Regions from separate parts of the Mus musculus genome. Here all the other regions are linked to region 3. The links are chromatin contacts, called in public Hi-C and HiChIP or PLAC-seq maps. All regions are on one chromosome and are shown on one strand. Each heading gives the region's core, a stretch centred on a gene start, on an enhancer-like site or on the middle of the called end of the contact. The rest is flanking DNA. Distances are from core to core; before and after follow the strand shown.

Region 1 (3,353 bases), core at 584-3,083, 82 kb after region 3:
TTTGAAAATGTTACCGGGCTTGTAACGTTATATAATTGCCCATTCCCCAACAAGCCAGGTGCAGCCACCTGTCCTCAATAAACCAACTAAAAGAACCAACAGAATAGTGGAGAGCAGAAAAGAGTGATTTATTCAATGTGGCACACTGAGAGGCAAAGAGACCCAGTGTCACCCCCACATCACCTCCGAGTCTATCTTCAGGGTCCTAACATGAGGGTGAGGTTTAAATAGAAGATAAAATAGACAGATAGTTAAGCAGTCTGACTGGCCACTGAGCGGCCCTGACCATCACTGTCTAACTTCCAAGTTGAGATGTAAATTTTCTCCTCTGACACACAAGTTCACCCTCTAGCAGACAAGTTCCTCTTTCAGACACCCCAGTGCACTTTAGACGTCTCTTCTCCCAGTAGAGCCTTGAGGGGATTTGTGAAGTCTACTGGCTCAGAGAGCCAAAGAGAGAGCTACAGATGTCATTTTCGACTGCCTTAATTCTTCCCAGACAAGCTGATTACAGTAATAGACCCCTGGGTATGTTTTGTTTTTTTAAAATGTGTAATAGGACTTCTTAGGAAATTCAATTTCTGCTTGCTTAATACATATTGTTGAGTATTGCCAAGATTAAAAATAAGAGGGATGGACAGGATGTGGTCAGTCGTAGAAAGTGACTAACCGTACGTTCTTTTTTTTTTTTTTGGTTTTTCGAGACAGGGTTTCTCTGTATAGCCCTGGCTGTCCTGGAACTCACTTTGTAGACCAGGCTGGCCTCGAACTCAAGAGATCCACCTGCCTCTGCCTCCCGAGTGCTGGGATTAAAGGCGTGCGCCACCACGCCCGGCTAACCGTACGTTCTTAATGGCTGAAGCAGACACATCTTTCCAAGAGGCGTATCCCTGAGAAATTTTCACCATTATGTTTAATATATAACAAAAAAATCTGTTTATTTTCATTAGTATGCATATGACCGTTTGTCTGCATGTGTGTACGTGTATACATCTGCATGCTCATGACCCTGAAGGCCAGAAAAGGGTGTCAAATCCCTGGCTGGAGTTATGGATGTGAGCTGCCATGTGGGTGCTGAGAACTGAACCTGGGTTCTGCAAGGGTAGCCGCAGTGCTCTTCACTGCAGATCGGTCTCACCCACCTTGACTCCCTTCTGTGTGATGATAAGAGTTGGTGAGACCACTTGTGCTGGCAACTCTGTCTGAACGATTTCTATCATTGAGCTTAACAGTCACAAGAAATTACAATCTGTTTACATACTTTTGTGACAAAGAATGACAAAGTGATTTAGAAATAAAAAAGGTGTTCCGGCGCTTGGATTTATTACACCAGACGTAATAAATATTCCTGTGGGGAAAGGGGATGGGTTCTACATTCAACATGTGTAAAGTTGCCTAGTACTGGAGAGTAGCTTGTTGGTGCAGTATAAAGTGGGTAATAGCAGATATAGAATGGCTACTTGAGTACATTTTTAATGATGTAAGAAGATCAGTAAAAGGATGTGAGGAGCTTTAAACATGTCTACTTATAACATGCTGGAAAATATACATTTTGTTGAAGTAACTTTTTATAGCTACAAAGAGAAAGGGCTGATTTTCAGTTCTTTGGAAGACAGGACAACTAGGTAATTTGAACTATTGCCCTCAGGAACAGCTGACCAGAAATCTTAGCAGGTGAAAACCTCATCCATCAAGAGATGAGCAATTTATCAATGACAGGGAGAAACAGAAAGCAGTAAGCCCTGGTCTGCCTTCTCGGTCTAGGTAGGGAGGTCCAATCTAGGCAGGCTGCCTGGAGGGAGTGAGTCACAATAGACCTTGGCAGAAGCAGTGCACCAATAAAGAACGCAGCCTAGCCTCTCAGGAATGCAAGACAAACCCCATGCCATGAAATACTCCCTGCCACATCCTCTGGGGTTGCACAGCCTTCTGACATCTCCCTCTGCCTTCCCACCTCGAATCCCTGCAAATCTCCCGCTTTCAAACGCCCCTCTGACTGTCTCTTGACAACTTGCCTAGTCCCTGCTGTCTGAGATGTCAGTGAGTACTGCTCAGGTTTGGTGCAGGAGCATGCCACTGTATAAAGGTTCCTTTGCCCTGACAGCTTGGAACCTTTTCTTTTTTTCGTGTGCTATACCTGCTTCCTAGCTTGGTGGAGACACATTCAGCCCCAGGTGGGCTTACCCTAAAACCTGTGTTCTCAATTAGCACATGTTAAAGCCAAAGGGTTGTCATTAGTAGTTACACCTGGCCAACCAGGGAAACCAGGACTTCCCTGGTCATCCAAGCTACGGGCTTCCTATTAAGAAGGAAGGAAGAAGAAAACAGCTCAAAATATTAGATTTATGGGAAGGGCCATGCCAGAGCAGCAATTAAACCCGTGAGATCTGGGCCCAGTTGGTAGAATGCTTGCCTTGCATGCATGAAGCCCTGAGTGTCATTAATCCCCGGTACTGCATAAACAAAGGACAGTGATTCACATCTATAATCCCTGTACTTGAAGATAGTGTGACAAGATAGCCAGAAGTTCCATGTTCTCCTCAGCTTCATAGTGAGTTCCAGGCTGTCCTGGGATACATGAGACCATGTTTCCAAACACCACCAGCCCTGGGAGACCTGGACTAGAAATGGCCCTTGTCACCATTGACCTGTATGAGAGGGATGCACACTGAGAATGGATGGCTGTTGTGTTGATACTATGGCAGCACCAGACACCACTGGGGGTAGAAGAACAGCTAGCGACCTACTGTGATTAGGGAGTACAGAAAACTCCAGGTGGATAGATGGGCTTGGTGGGGACATAATACATTGCCTCTTTTCTAAGTAACCTGAGAACACAGGTCACAGGACAGGTCCGTTTGAAGTTGGGACCAGGGATGGTATAGGAAAATGTCTAAGTAGACAGTATTGAACGAGGTTTGCTGAGATGAGGGATCCTTTGTGGGCCACCACTGCTAGGCCGGGTACTCAGTACTCAGTGTGGGACAGTCCCACGTGCATCTCCCTTTCAGCTTTCGCCAAGAACATATGGCATGATTTCCTGTGCTTCACCCAGTATGGAATGTCCTGTTGGCCGATTGTTTGTCTGGATTGTCTTTTTACTTTTGAGGTTACAATTACACTGTTTCCTCCACCCCTTTACTCTCTATAAGCCCTCCCATAAACCCTCTGTGCCTTGCTCTCTTTCAAATTTGTGGCCTCCTTTCTCATTGGTTGAAATCTCTTTTAAAGGATATCACAGGGTTAGGGATGCAACCTAGTGATAGATCATGTGCTTAGCACCAAAGAGGCCCCGGGTTCAATTCCCAGTGCAGGAAAAAAAGAAGGGGAGGGAGGGTGGATCATTACAGGAC
Region 2 (3,266 bases), core at 410-2,909, 100 kb after region 3:
TTAATAGCTGAGTAGTACTCCATGTGTAAATGTACCACATTTTCTGTATCCATTCCTCTGTTGAGGGGCATCTGGGTTCTTTCCAGCTTCTGGCTATTATAAATAAGGCTGCTATGAACATAGTGGAGCATGTGTCCTACTTACCGGTTGGGACATCTTCTGGATATATGCCCAGGAGAGGTATTGTGGGATCCTCCGGTAGTACTATGTCCAATTTTCTAAGGAATCGCCAGACTGATTTCCAGAGTGGTTGTACAAGCTTGCAATCCCACCAACAATGGAGGAGTGTTCCTCTTTCTCCACATCCTAGCCAGCATCTGCTGTCACCTGAATTTTTGATCTTAGCCATTCTGACTGGAGTGAAGTGGAATCTCAGGGTTGTTTTGATTTGCATTTCCCTGATGATTAAGGATGTTGAACAATTTTTCAGGTGCTTCTCAGCCATTCGGTATTCCTCAGGTGAGAATTCTTTGTTCAGCTCTGAGCCCCAAACTTTCTCCCTTTTATATCATGAACAGATAAACCCATAGAGACCCTTTGGTTTATGTTAACGGTACTAACTTTTTTACTCTGGAAAGTCCAGAAAACTACCATGACCAAGCAACCATGAGATCGTCCATACAGGACCGGCAGAACAATAGCTTTTGGCTCCCATCCCAATTCCTTTGGGAGGTGAGTGACTATCTGACTATCAGACACGTAAAGAAATTTACAGTCAAGAGTTGTCATCATAAGTCATGAGAGTTGATCCCTGTTAAGTTAGGGAATTGTTCTTGGATCTGTCTGGGAGCTGGCACCATGTACCTCTAATATAGACCTGGATTTGGTCAGCATCATTTTTGGCAACAGATCTGTGAATGATTGATAATTGAACATTGGTCAGCCAAATTGAAGCTGGCAATTGCTAATGGGCAGAGAGATTGCTAAGAGAGAAAAGAACTAATTGATGTTTGAATTCCCACAAGGCATCCAACTATGGTTTTGCCTCTTTTTGGTATAACAAAAGACTGGCGCTTGAGTAAATCATAAGGAACAGAAGTTTATGCTTTTAGAGGGTAGAAGTCTAAGATTCAGGCAGGCGGGTCAGAGTCTGGTGAAGGCTGGGTCCTTTTTGTCTCTTTGGGAGGGGACAAGTGTCTTCACATGGCTGAGGTACAGAAGGACAAACAGTCCTAAGTTCTTCCCTCAGCTCTTTGACAAGGCATTCATGTGACACATGAGGCTAGCCCTGGAAGCACAGAACCTCCTAAAGTCCTGGCTCTTAATTCATTGCATTTTTGGGGGGATATGAGCATCCCAGTCGTGTAAAGAATACGGACTCAGGGGCTGACTTGGGCTAATGGCTGGGGGACAATCTGCTACCCCGAGTCCCAATCACCCCTTATCCTGCCTTATCCTGCCTCCCACCTTCAGAGACCCCTGAAATCCAAATACCAAATGGGGAGGATGGGGGAGATTCACCTCCCCCATTCACTTCTGCATTATCCCTATCCAGGCCCACACGTTTGTACCTCTCCATAGTCTCCTGCCTAGAAAGCATGATGCCGATTAGTCAATCCTTCCTGTATGAATCCCCAAGTGTTGGGCTCTTTGGTTGATCTGCGTGAGGGCATCTTTGTTATCAAGAGGCGATAAGCTGAGCTGGTTCCCTTTCTCAGCGTCCAGCCCAGAGCTTGCTCTCCCGTAGTCCTCCCGCTTCTCACCCCTCCTTAGTGAGCAAGTGAGCTTCCTTCAGCTCATCTCTTCAGAATGCTCTTGTGTGTCCACTTTGAAGCTGCAGCAGACACCTGAGACAACAGGGTGAGTGTTCCAGTCCACTTCCAGTTGGTTGTTGCTGCCACCTAGCCTTTTTCTTATCCTTCCTTGGATCTGCCTTCAGTCTGGCACGCTTTACCCCGCCATCCAAGGCCATCTGAAATGCTAGTGAATCACAGGGAAACTTCCTCTTCAAACAGAGCTATGAATCATAAAAAAATAATTTTTATCTACTTTATAAAGTGGGTGTGAGATGCACAATGGTATATTCATTCTTAGCCTTGAAAATGAGCCCATATTTGGGGTATTAGCTGTTTGATGCTATTGTGTGATACGCAGTATGTCTTCCTTCATTTTACATTCAAAGACTGGAAGATAAAGAGAAATATTTCTGCCAAAAAATATCCAAGTGTTTTATGAGTTTCCTGAGAGCCTTTCTTCTACCTTTGATATTCATATTGCCTTCCTTTGAAGAGCGCGTTGTGTCCTCTGTCAGTTCACTCTCCTTTGCAGGTGACTGCTCCAGTTTCTACCAGATTCTTCTGAGTGAAAGACAGACAGACAGACAGATAGACAGAGAAAGAGGGAGAGGGAGAGAGAACAGCTCTTGAACTTCACTGCCTGCCTCATCCAAGTACCTGTGTTCTGCATTATGTTTCTGTATTACTTACAGCGTTGGAAAATCAGCAGGACCAGAGGGGAGATGAGGTGGTGCCTGGGGAAGAACTGGTCTAATAAGGGCAGAGTATGTGTGTAGGCATATCTTGTTTAAAATGGGGGTGGGGAGGAGTTCCCCAGTCAACATTAAGTTATGATAACTTTTACTTTCCCAAGCACTCTTTGGAGCTTAGATGTCAACCACTGGAAAAGGCAGGTTTGCTATCCCAAAGAAAGGAGATAAGCCTTCCATGTGTAGCTTGTCCCGGGCAAGATGGAGATAAGGACTGAAGGGAGCCAGCAGGGAGTTCACAGGAGCTCAGCAGAGGGGAGTGTGTTCAATCACAGAGCCAGGAAAACCTTAGAAGGCTCGACCGGAGAGCCCAAGGGGAACTTACTGACACTGGTTTGACCTGGGACCATCTGAGCCAGGCTCAGTCCTGTGATAAGATAGTGATTTAGCCCCGAGTCTTCAAGGAACAACACCCACAACAATAGCAAGAGGCAGATAAGAGAGAAAAGCACAGCAAATCGCTTTAAATGCAGTTTCTCGGGGTCTTCAGAAACAAGACCCCAAGGCTCACAGAAAGTTGTTCATGCTTACGGTTAAGCTTGATGAAGGCTGGGCAGCTGCATACAAATTCAGCTGGACAGAAAGCATCAGATCATTAAGAGATGGAAGGCAGAAGCCAGCAGAGGAAGAAAGGGGTCAGAGATGCCCTGCTTTGGATGGAGCCCCTCACTTCAGCTCAAAGTAATCAGCATACCAAGGCACAATACTTTGGGGTACCATTTTTTTTTGAGTTTTGCTGAAGGCTCATCAGGGTTACAGCTCCCAGCTTCAAGTCCTGTTT
Region 3 (3,420 bases), core at 536-3,035:
TATGTCTAGTTGTGTGCTTGCACCTGGGTATGTCCACAGTGCAAACGCCTGTGGAAGCCAGAGGCACTGATCCAGTTGGGAGCTGTCTGATTTGGGTCATGGGACCTCAGCAAGTGCTCTTAACCACTGAGTCATCTCTCCAGCCCCAGGACTCTCCTACATTTTAATCCTCCTGTGTTGGCAATTCTTTGCAGTAAAGATATATAGAAAATGAAGACTTTTTTTTTTTTTTGCAGTGTGTGTGTACACACACACACCTGAAGTTTTCTATCCATTCTTTTGTAACTATCTCCTGCTGTAGACTTTTCTCCCTGCCTTGTTCAACCTTGCTTGCAGCCAAATCTCTAAGCCCATGCCTCTGTTGTTAGCAGGTGCTGTCAATTCTGAGTTGCGCACATGGATAAACGGTATGCTTATTTTTCCCCCATAAGGCACTGCTTTGCTCTCATCTACAAAGATCCTTTTTTTCCTTCAGACAAATGGCTGGTTCATGTATCATGACTCAAATTATATTCACAAATGTTCATTTGCAGTGTAATCACTCTTCCTAACTAGACTGGTTCAAGACAAATGAGCAGCCCCCTTTCCCACCCTCTTCTCTTTAAGCTTACAGTGCTCCACCTCCCGCTATAAAATGCTGTCACAGACCACAGGCCACACTGCTCTGTATGACCTACTGCAGGTCACTCTATTTTTTTTTAATGACATCGTCTGGTATTGCTTTAAACCTTTCAAATATTTCATCAGAATCAGATGTTCCAACACAGGCTAGCCCTATTAGCCTGATTGCAGAGAGAGATGTTCATCTTCCCTGTCTTTAAAATATTTAACCATCGCATGCGTGTTCTCTATCTCTTAATTTGAAAGGGAGTTTTTAAAAAAAATGATTAGAAGAGCATCAGAAAGAGCAAGATAAATTATTCCTTATCCCATCCTCTCTTTGAGCTGGACAGGAAGAGTGTTCAGAGAATTAAAGTCCCTTCGAAGGAACTCTGACTTAGCCCCCCACACCTTGCCGCCCTGTGGCTCCAACACACACTCGCCGGCAGTGGTTCCACTTTTCCATATAGGTCACCAGCTGTAATCTACAAGCACAAAAACAATCATGGCACAGAGTACAGGAAACTGCCCGGGCAGGAGTGAGGTAGGGTGCGAGGATGAGAGTCTTTTGCCCTTACTTCCATACAAACTCCCGAACCTCCTGAATTAACAGAAAAGTTGAGCCGACTTGAAGAAACTCTTTTTGCTTTTCTCAGTTCAGAGAGCACGCGACCGCGAATAGACTGAGAGAGAAGTGCGGCCGGGTGGGGGTAGGGACTGCATTCAAACCCATCTCTCTGAGTCCTTCATCCACCCCAGATGTGGTGTTCCCCAACTCCCCGCCCACCTCCTCGCCAGCCCTCACCCCTCTGCACTGGCCACAAAAAATGCAGCCCAGGTCTGAGATGCAGCTGAGGTCTGTGGCCGGTGAGACCCACGCGGTACGGACCGGGGCTGGAGGGGACCACTACAGCTCCCCGGGAAAAAGCGCTTCCAGGCTCAACTTCTTCCACGTCTGCGGCGGGCCGGCGCTGCAGCGGATCCTTCCTGCCCCGGCACCCGCCGCCCGTCCCTCCGCGCCCCCGTGCACTGTCGGGGACCGGCCCCCTCCCGGGCTCCCCGCGCAGCACCTACCTGGCCGGGGCAGCCGGCTCCTAACGCCCCGCTCTGGCCCGGGCGCGTGCAGCCTTCCCCAGCCGGGCTCTCTGTGCCGCCTCCTCGCTGCAGCCTCGATCTGGCCCCGGCGGACCCGCAGGGGCGAGGGCGGGAGCAGACGAGGGTCGGCGGCGCCGGGGCGGAGGCCGAGGGGCGGGCGCAGCGGGAGGAGGCGGCCGAACCTCGCAGCCCAGGCCGGCCGCTGCCACTCAGCATCCCCGCCTCCGGCCGCCGCTCGGGGAGGGGTCGGCGAAGCCCGGCCTCCGGGGGGGAGGGTCCTACAGGGCCCGGGAGAGTGTGGGCGACGCGCGCGATCCCTGAGAAGGGGTCCCGGAGCCCTGCGGGGTTCTCTCCTCACGCTGTCCCAGTGCCTATCGTGGACCAGAGCCGGCGGGGCGGGCGGGAAGAAAGTCGGTCCGTGGCCCAGGAAAACCGCAGGGTGGAGAGTGGTCTGCGGTGCTTTTAAAGCAGAGGCTGGAGGCACAAGTTTACAGGTCCTGATTTCTACTTCGGGAAACTGCAAACTTTCACAGAGCTTGGATGCTTGGGTCCAGACACATCCCCCAGGCACTGAAGATACACTTTCCAATAGATACCACAGATATCAAAGGCGGTTTAGCCAGCGGGAAAGGGATCCAGAGAGGAGACCCACCAACTCCTCTCACCACCGCCCCCAGGGCCAGAGCAAAGGACAGAGTCAAATAGCCAGGGGCTGAATTGTCTGAATTCATTGTGTTAGGACAGAACCCAGCTAAGATCACCTTCCTTTGTCTCCAACCCCCACCCCCTGTCAAATTTGCTTCAGCCTCCAAACTCTCAGACACTTGTCTATCCACCGAAGCACACCCACCCCCCCCACCCCTCCCTCCCGGCCTTCCCTAGCAGCTTGCATGTGCTCTTTGCTCTTGAAGTCTTTGCACTTGACCCACTATTTCCAAATCCATTTGGGTTTGTCAGTTTCAATGGCCCCCTCCTGCTTTTGAAACCCGTGGGCACGGCACCTATCTGCACGGCCTTACAAGCTTAATGGCTCTAGAACACCACTTCCTGGGTGAGAGGGTATCTGAGGCATTTTGCCAGGAAAATTAAAAAAACAAAACAAATTCTTGATTTCTTTGCAACTCCACTATTGAAAACCATATCCCACAGCAGGATTGTAGATAGCATAAGTCATCCGCAACTGCTGGTCTGTGGAGAAAACATACAAATTAAATCGGTTGGGATTCTTCACATGCAAAGGGTACCTATCACCAATTAACAATAGCTGCAAACACAAATGCATCACCATGCTGGTCCTCATCCAGATGGGGTCCTAGAAGGACCCATGCCTGTATCCACGCTGAAGCTGCTGATGCTGTTCCCAGGACTCTCCCACGGTTGAATCCTACTGGGAAAAAAAAAAAAAAAAAAGCTTTCCCGAAACACATTCTACAAGAGTGTTAAGTGCTCTCTCTATTTGGCAAAATCACGTGCTAGAAATTACAAGAGGGCTTATGAGGTTAAGAATAAACTTAAAAATCTACATAGCATTGCAATCGGAGAATTAAAAACAGCAACCATTCAAAAGAACATACTAACAGAGTTTATAAACTGTACTAAATTCCTAATAAATATTACAGTGAATACAAGACTTTACCTTTATAAAAAGATGGAGGTAATTATGGGAGAATTGTTTGAGATCAATGAATTGAGAAGAAAGCCAAAACAAATTTTAGAAACAGAAAC

What was found. A called contact is a pair of places that touch in the nucleus more often than the background predicts. HiChIP or PLAC-seq counts read pairs in DNA pulled down with a chosen protein or histone mark.
Region 1: a Hi-C map of embryonic fibroblasts shows a contact between it and region 3, with 4 times the contacts expected there. The contact joins the enhancer-like site here to the promoter of Lhfpl2 in region 3. A contact is called at or near these places in 9 of 39 promoter capture datasets (3T3-L1-derived adipocytes, the HPC-7 cell line, embryonic stem cells and 6 more), 1 of 15 datasets of contacts at CTCF or cohesin (the NIH/3T3 cell line), 18 of 484 Hi-C or Micro-C datasets (the C2C12 cell line, CD8 T cells, LSK cells and 11 more), 11 of 115 datasets of contacts at active chromatin or transcription factors (astrocytes, bone marrow-derived macrophages, embryonic stem cells and 4 more) and 3 of 9 other capture datasets (adipose tissue, embryonic stem cells and liver).
Region 2: an H3K4me3 HiChIP or PLAC-seq map of embryonic stem cells shows a contact between it and region 3, with 22 read pairs. The contact joins the enhancer-like site here to the promoter of Lhfpl2 in region 3. A contact is called at or near these places in 11 of 39 promoter capture datasets (the 3T3-L1 cell line, 3T3-L1-derived adipocytes, cranial neural crest and 6 more), 1 of 15 datasets of contacts at CTCF or cohesin (the NIH/3T3 cell line), 13 of 484 Hi-C or Micro-C datasets (bone marrow-derived macrophages, cerebral cortex, cumulus cells and 9 more), 10 of 115 datasets of contacts at active chromatin or transcription factors (astrocytes, bone marrow-derived macrophages, embryonic forebrain and 4 more) and 3 of 9 other capture datasets (adipose tissue, liver and pancreatic islet).

The regions. Positions count from the first base shown.
Region 1 is chr13:93,974,356-93,977,708 of GRCm38.p6, reverse strand. No RefSeq gene overlaps it. Among named protein-coding and RNA genes, the nearest start is that of Lhfpl2, 82 kb to the left of the region's middle. Within about 2 kb of position 1,833, at least 29 of the 459 cell types and tissues checked have an H3K27ac peak or open chromatin away from gene starts, as enhancers often do. A contact at or near this core is called in the C2C12 cell line, the NIH/3T3 cell line, adipose tissue and 3 more, where this site is marked.
Region 2 is chr13:93,951,259-93,954,524 of GRCm38.p6, reverse strand. No RefSeq gene overlaps it. Among named protein-coding and RNA genes, the nearest start is that of Lhfpl2, 100 kb to the left of the region's middle. Within about 2 kb of position 1,659, at least 12 of the 459 cell types and tissues checked have an H3K27ac peak or open chromatin away from gene starts, as enhancers often do. A contact at or near this core is called in granulosa cells, where this site is marked.
Region 3 is chr13:94,056,161-94,059,580 of GRCm38.p6, reverse strand. Lhfpl2 (lipoma HMGIC fusion partner-like 2) reads right to left here and starts at 1,785. Exons shown (of 4, transcript NM_172589.2): 1 at 1,675-1,785.